Regions from separate parts of the Mus musculus genome. Here region 1 is linked to region 2. A link is a contact called in public Hi-C data. All regions are on one chromosome and are shown on one strand. The core of a region is the stretch at or near the end of the contact, and the rest is flanking DNA. Distances in the headings are between cores, read along the strand shown.

Region 1 (3,234 bases), core at 643-3,142, 480 kb after region 2:
AGGAGCTTGGGGGCAGGAAGAGAGTGAGTCCTGCCTGAGAGGCCCCCTGAGGGTAGAGGGAATTCCAGCGGGGACCCTAGGCAAGGCAGCATTGTGAATAATGAGCCCCCTGTTCAATCAGAGGTGGCTCCAAGCGAGATACTATGCTGAAGGTTTTATGTGGGGACCACAGGTCACCATTTCTCACAGAAACATCCATCACATGAGATATTGCCAAAAGGTGCGTTTCTTACAATACATGGCATTTCATCATTGAGATTAGTTTATTTGACAGTGTGTGTGTGTGTGTGTGTGTGTGTGTGTGTGTGTGAGAGAGAGAGAGAGAGAGAGAGAGAGAGAGAGAGAGAGAGAGAGAGACCATGAAAGGTAGCCTTGTTCCTGGTTGAACTAAAGCTGGAAACCACTGTGATCCTAAAGGAGATGAAAGGCGTGTTTCACCGGTTCCTGCACACCAGGTCCCTGTCACTAGTCTCGGCCCCCCATAGATTTGTGCCCATCAGTCACTTAGGGGCAACGCTCCAAGCCCCTCCACAGGTAGAGGATTTGAAGTGTGGTCACATAGGTTCAAGACAGATCTCTATTTTTATGAGGTACCTAAAGGTTGGGGGACGTAGGCAATAAGCTTTCCTTCCCAGACACTCTTCCCTGCAAAAAGGTATTTAACCTCAGGTCCACCCTGAGAAGTGGGGTACACAGTCTTACTCATCCACTTTCCGCCATGACAATAAATGTCTTAAAACCATGGACTTCCTCTTTTCTTCATGATCCGCCTTGGGGAGCCATGGAGAAGGCCTTTGCCTACAGAGCGGCTGTCTAATCTGTAGAAGGCCTCTCTATGCTCCAAGCCAAGATCGAGCCCAAACTCAAGCCTACTTTTGCAGTCAAGCCAAGAACTTTCCTCGTGGGACCAGCTGGAGCTCCTCCTAACCCCACAACACACAAGCACACACACACACACACACACACACCGCCCTCGGGCCAGATCCAACCAGAGGGTCCCCACTCCATTCTCAGCTTTTCCAAGGCTTCCATAGGTGCCTGGGTGTCTGTGAGCCTGAGAACCAGACAGCCCCAGCCTTGGCCTCCTCACAGGCCTGGGGACCCTGAGCCTGCTCCAGCTCTCAGACTGCAATTCCCCACCTCCAGAGTTGTGTCCCTGGGCTGCCCTACAGCCCAGCCCTGTAGCAGAGCAGACTCGGGACCCCATAACCCTACGTGTGTGTGTGTGTGTGTGTGTGTGTGTGTGTGTGTGTGTGTGTGTGAAGATCTCATACTATATATAGTCCAGATTGACCTCAAACTCACAGTGATCCTCCTGCCTCAGCCTCTCAAGGGTTGGAACTACAGGTGTGTACCACCATACTCAGCTGAGGGGCAGTTTTTCCTTTTCTTATTCAGTGACAGATAAAAGCAACTGGGGGCAACTGAGATTTGTGTAACTCAGCGCTACTTCATTGCGATTTGAATGTGAAATGTCTTGCATAAACATCTGTATTCAGACGGGTCTCAGCAGGAGGCGTTTGGAGAGGTTATGGAACAACCAGACTGTGAGGTTTCGCTGGATGAAATCCATCTGGGGGGGGGGGGCTGGGGGGGGCCTTTGACGTGTTACAGCCAAGTTTCACTTTCTGTTCTTTCTGTGTTCTGCTTTGCAATGCCAGGAGCACTGAGCATGCGCAGCTACGATGTAGTCCCTGTAACCTCTGGATGGGTTAAACACTTTCTCTCTGCCTTTGTTTTTTTATCAGAGTATTTTATCACAGCAATGGAAGGAGATATCGGTCTTACAGATTGAGGACACCGAGGCTCAGAGAAACAGGTTAGGAGACCCGTCCATGGCCTCATGGCCTCTATCTGTACTTGAAATGGGCTACGCTTGCTTCCAGAGAGGCAGCAGGAGGAGAGCTATCCTTCAGGGTGGGGAGTGTCTGCTCTTCAGGCAAGCCTGAGAGGAAGAGGACATCGCAAGACTGCACGCAGGCTGGTGAGCTGCAGGGTGGGATAGAGAGTCAGGAGGACCTAGGGCGGGCTCCACATTGTCAGTGCTCAGCTCCCAGACTTCAACTGACTTTAAGACTCTGCCTCCAGCTTAGATGCAGTTGTTAAATAAATTATTGTATTGGTTAATGGCTGGATCCATCAGTCAATCAACTGGCTGATCAATCGGTTGGTTGACTTGGGGGTGCCATGGCACCTCTGTGGAGGTAAGAAAAGAACATATACTCTACTGTGTGGTCTCAGGTTATCAGCAAGCACCTTTGTCCACACAGCCACGTCCCTCGCCCAGATTCACTTTAATTCATGATAGCTGAATTGTCGACAGAAAACAAGCAAAACCCACAAAGGAAACATCCCCTGCAGATCAGACCAACTGTGACTGACGTTTCAGTAGAGGCTTCCGTAGTGGCAGCTGGAAGTGGAAGAATTCTGAACTCTGATGTTAAGAAAACACACTAAGGCTGGGCAGTGGTGGCGCACGCCTTTAATCCGAGCACTTGGGAGGCAGAGGCGGGCAGATTTCTGAGTTCGAGGCCAGCCTGCTCTACAGAGTGAGTTCCAGGACAGCCAGAGCTACACAGAGAAACCCTGTCTCAAAAAACAAACAAACAAACAAACAAACAAACAAACAACCCAAAAAACCCCACACTAAGTCCTGATCTTGGCTTTTGTGAATGTATGCATGCATGTGTGTTGTGGGATCCAACGACTGGACTCTCTCTGTACCCCAGGCTGGCCTTACTAGATGGGGATGCAGGCCTGGCATATTGCACTTTTTAAGGAAGTCTTAGTTCCTTGAACTCCCTGAGCCTCAGTGTGTTTGGTTGCAAAATGGGAACAGTAAGGACACCAGCCAGGAAGTGCAGTTGTAAATATTTCCTGAGGGTGAGGGGGAGCCTGGCGTGGCTTGTTCTCAGCAAATTGAAGTTAGGGTTTTATTATTGCTGCTGTGAGGTCATCTTGGTGATAGACAGCTCGGGACCTTTCTGTCCACACTGCTCCTGAGACCACAGGCATCATGTATTAGCCCCTCCTCCCTCTGCCTCCCCAGACCCCTGGGAAGGGCGGTGCCTGCTCTCTAGCGCCCCCAGGTGTTCATGATGGTAGTTCATGCACTTTGTTTTCTCCCTGTGCCTTCCTCTCGGCCAGAGATCTTGGGCTAAAGGATCAGGGCCAGGGAGTAAGTAAGAGCCTTGCCACAAACGGAGGGAAGGAGCGTTCTGGACTCTCCCAGGA
Region 2 (2,969 bases), core at 141-2,640:
GGTGCGGAAAGGAGTTTGCCCAGGATGATTTATGTCACCAGGGCTTAGAGAAATGACATCGATTCTCCCCATTGACTTGAGAGCAGCCATTGCTTCTTTACCATCTCCCAGCTCTAGGAGGTTAAAACCTCCCTGTTTGCAGAATGTCGGAGTTAAAACCACAGTGCTGTGTGTGTGTGTGTGTGTGTGTGTGTGTGTGTGTGTGGAGGGGTGTTGCTTTCCTTATATTTTCAGAGGCTCGTTTGAAAAGAGCAGGGGTGAAATACAAGGAACCAGAAGGCCGTCCTAGTCAATTGGTTTTAATTTCTTTTAATGGCACATATTGTGTGTATGCGTGTGTGTGTGTGTGTTTGCATGCTTGCGTGCATGTAAACACAGATATGCCATTGGTATGTTCAGGGGCCAGAGGACAAGTGAAGGGTTGGTTCCCTCCTTCTGCATGAGGCTCAGAGACTGAACTAAGTTTGTCAGTGTTGGTAGCAAGTACCGTTACCTGCTAAGCCACCCTTCTGTATCCTCTGGATTTTCTCTTCACATTTTCTTCTTGTCCTGTGTGTGTGTGTGTGTGTGTGTGTGTGTGTGTGTGTGTGTGTGTGTAAAGCAATAAGTGTGGTTATCTTTCTCAAACCTCCCCAAGATTATTATTATTATTACTATTAATAATAATAATAAATAATTGCTTGTCCATGCCTTGTTAATAGAAAGCTCTTGGGTTTTGTTTTACTTCTTTCTGACACTGACCCTATCTTTCCAGCTGATCTTAGACTATATAGAAGTGCCTCCTGTTCTCCCCTCTTGTGCCAGGTAGCTCAGACGGCAGAGCTTGCAACAGGAGCTGTGATTTGCTATCTGAAATATCTTAATTTATTCTATCTGATATCCAGCCTCCTCACCTCCAATTAACACCAGCACTGACCTGTTTCCCTAGGCAGCGCTTGGTGAGACCAGGTATTTTCCTCTGGGGAGAACCTCATTTTATGTATAATGGCTGCAGAAGAATTAATTATGGATGGATAAGGCAAGGAGCTGAGCCTCCCATGACCTGGCTGTGGCTGGCTGGCTGATTCTCCCTTACTCAGCCGTGAAATGCCTCTATAGGATGTGTGTAGTAGCAGAGCCAATGAGAAGCCAGAAGAACATTCTTGTGGCTTTAAAAGCTTTCCTGTGGGCCTACAAGTGTAGCTCATTGGGCTAGTACCTGTTCTACATATATATGGAAGGACCTGGGTTTGATCTCAGAACCATGAAAGTGAAAGTCTTTTGTTGTGGAAAGGAGGGATGTGACCAGAGCCCTCTACTGACTGCAGCTCACAGCCAGTTAGATACTTCACTGCTCTGTGGATGAGTTTAGCCATAGTGCAGTTTCATTTAGGGTTAAATGAGACAGCATTCAAGCATCCTGGATGTAGGGGCCAGCACCAAGCAACAGTGGTTACTGTTGTCTGCAGGGAGCAGCACTGTACTCCGGGTCACAGAGCAGCTTGGGTTCCTTGGCTCATTCTTCCTTTCGCAAAGTAGATAGACTATATAGTGGACTTTCCTATGTCTTCTCACTCCATCTTTTATGGGTACCTTTCTTCTGCTTCTCAGAGCCATCAGGGGTGAATTCTGCCCAAATAAACAGATTTCAAAACAGGGCTTTGAATTAAACTTCAGACTCATTCTATTGAATGAAGCAAATTCACTTATTACTACGAATTTAACTCCCGTTGGAGCCAGTATGTATGTGTAAACACATACATCGATCTCTTTCTTCTTTCTCTTGTATTACTACGAGGATCAGTTTCTTCTGGCTAAATTCCAGGAACAACATGCCTGTCTTGTTTCATCGTTGAGGGAAAACAGTCTGAAGGCACCATAATTCCTTAAATTGGATTTCAATTCTTGATCCCCTTATAGTCAGTAAACAGAGTGTTCTATGAAGCACTGTTTAGAAGCAAGACACTGTCGGCTTTGCTGTGTGCAGTGTTGGAGCTCTGTGGGCTGAGGCTAGGAGTGGGGGTTTGGAGGTGGGGGTGACCCTCGGGAGCGAATGCCTCCTGATGTAGGCCTATGTTGAGGGCATTAATCACTTCAGAAAAAACGCTGGCATAAGTTGGGAAGGTTGTCTGTTAGTGATCTGTCTGGAGTTCAGCATGCAAGGTGTGTGTGCGTGTGCATTTGCGTGTGCATGCTTGTGTGTGTGTGTGTGTGTGTGTGTGTGTGTGTGTGTGTGTGTGTGTGTGTGAGTGTGTGTGCCATCTGTCTGTCTGTCTTGTTAACTCTATTAGTGCCATGGCAGCTTCTGCATTGCCACTTGAAAGCCTTGAAATTCCTATATTCAAATCAAAGGCACCCTGAAGCCCAGATAAAGGCGACAGTGTGATCTTCAAAGATGAAGGACTAAGGCAGCAGTGGGGGATAGTTTTCTGGGTAATTCTGCCTCCCCACCCATTTTTAGAAACAGTGAGAGTGTGGCTGCTCCTTCTCATCTGTTTTGTGGGTATATGGGCTCTGGTCGAGCCCTCAGCTGTTTGTGGATAAGGAGGTGGATGACTCAAAGCAAGCAAAATGGAAATGCGTTGGCCAGATCTGCAATTGCTCCTGGGAGTAGGCTCTGCCTTCCTCTCTCCTTTCCTCCCTTCTTTCTCTGAGCTGCTTTCATTTGAGAGCGCTGGCTTGGCACCCACTCACCCAAGAACTGATTAGTTCCTGAAAGCAGAGGACCAATCGCTCACAGAAATGATGTCAGCTTTGCTCTGGGGTACATCAACTTGGATTTCTCATGCTTTATCTTATAAAGCCTAAATTAACAGCTGGTTTGGTTTGAGTTCTCCGGGATCTGACTAAGGGATTAGAGTCCATTCTCAAGTGAGTCAATCTAGTTTAATTTATTTCAGGTCTATCAAAAAAGATCAATCAAAGCTCTTTTGAAAGTAAAGCTATAATCGGCCTGCACACTTATAAGTCACTGCTGTTGTAGCACTCGG

The links. A called contact is a pair of places that touch in the nucleus more often than the background predicts.
Region 1: a Hi-C map of the N1E-115 cell line shows a contact between it and region 2, with 2.5 times the contacts expected there. The contact joins two enhancer-like sites. A contact is called at or near these places in 1 of 15 datasets of contacts at CTCF or cohesin (the NIH/3T3 cell line), 3 of 484 Hi-C or Micro-C datasets (the N1E-115 cell line, cortical neurons and embryonic fibroblasts) and 5 of 115 datasets of contacts at active chromatin or transcription factors (craniofacial prominence, embryonic forebrain, embryonic limb bud and 2 more).

The regions. Positions count from the first base shown.
Region 1 is chr19:56,251,864-56,255,097 of GRCm38.p6, forward strand. No RefSeq gene overlaps it. Among named protein-coding and RNA genes, the nearest start is that of Gm32144, 13 kb to the right of the region's middle. Within about 2 kb of position 1,893, at least 26 of the 459 cell types and tissues checked have an H3K27ac peak or open chromatin away from gene starts, as enhancers often do. A contact at or near this core is called in the N1E-115 cell line, where this site is marked.
Region 2 is chr19:55,771,926-55,774,894 of GRCm38.p6, forward strand. All of the region lies in intron 4 of Tcf7l2 (transcription factor 7 like 2, T cell specific, HMG box), which reads left to right. Among named protein-coding and RNA genes, the nearest start is that of Gm31734, 30 kb to the left of the region's middle. Within about 2 kb of position 1,391, at least 37 of the 459 cell types and tissues checked have an H3K27ac peak or open chromatin away from gene starts, as enhancers often do. A contact at or near this core is called in the N1E-115 cell line, where this site is marked.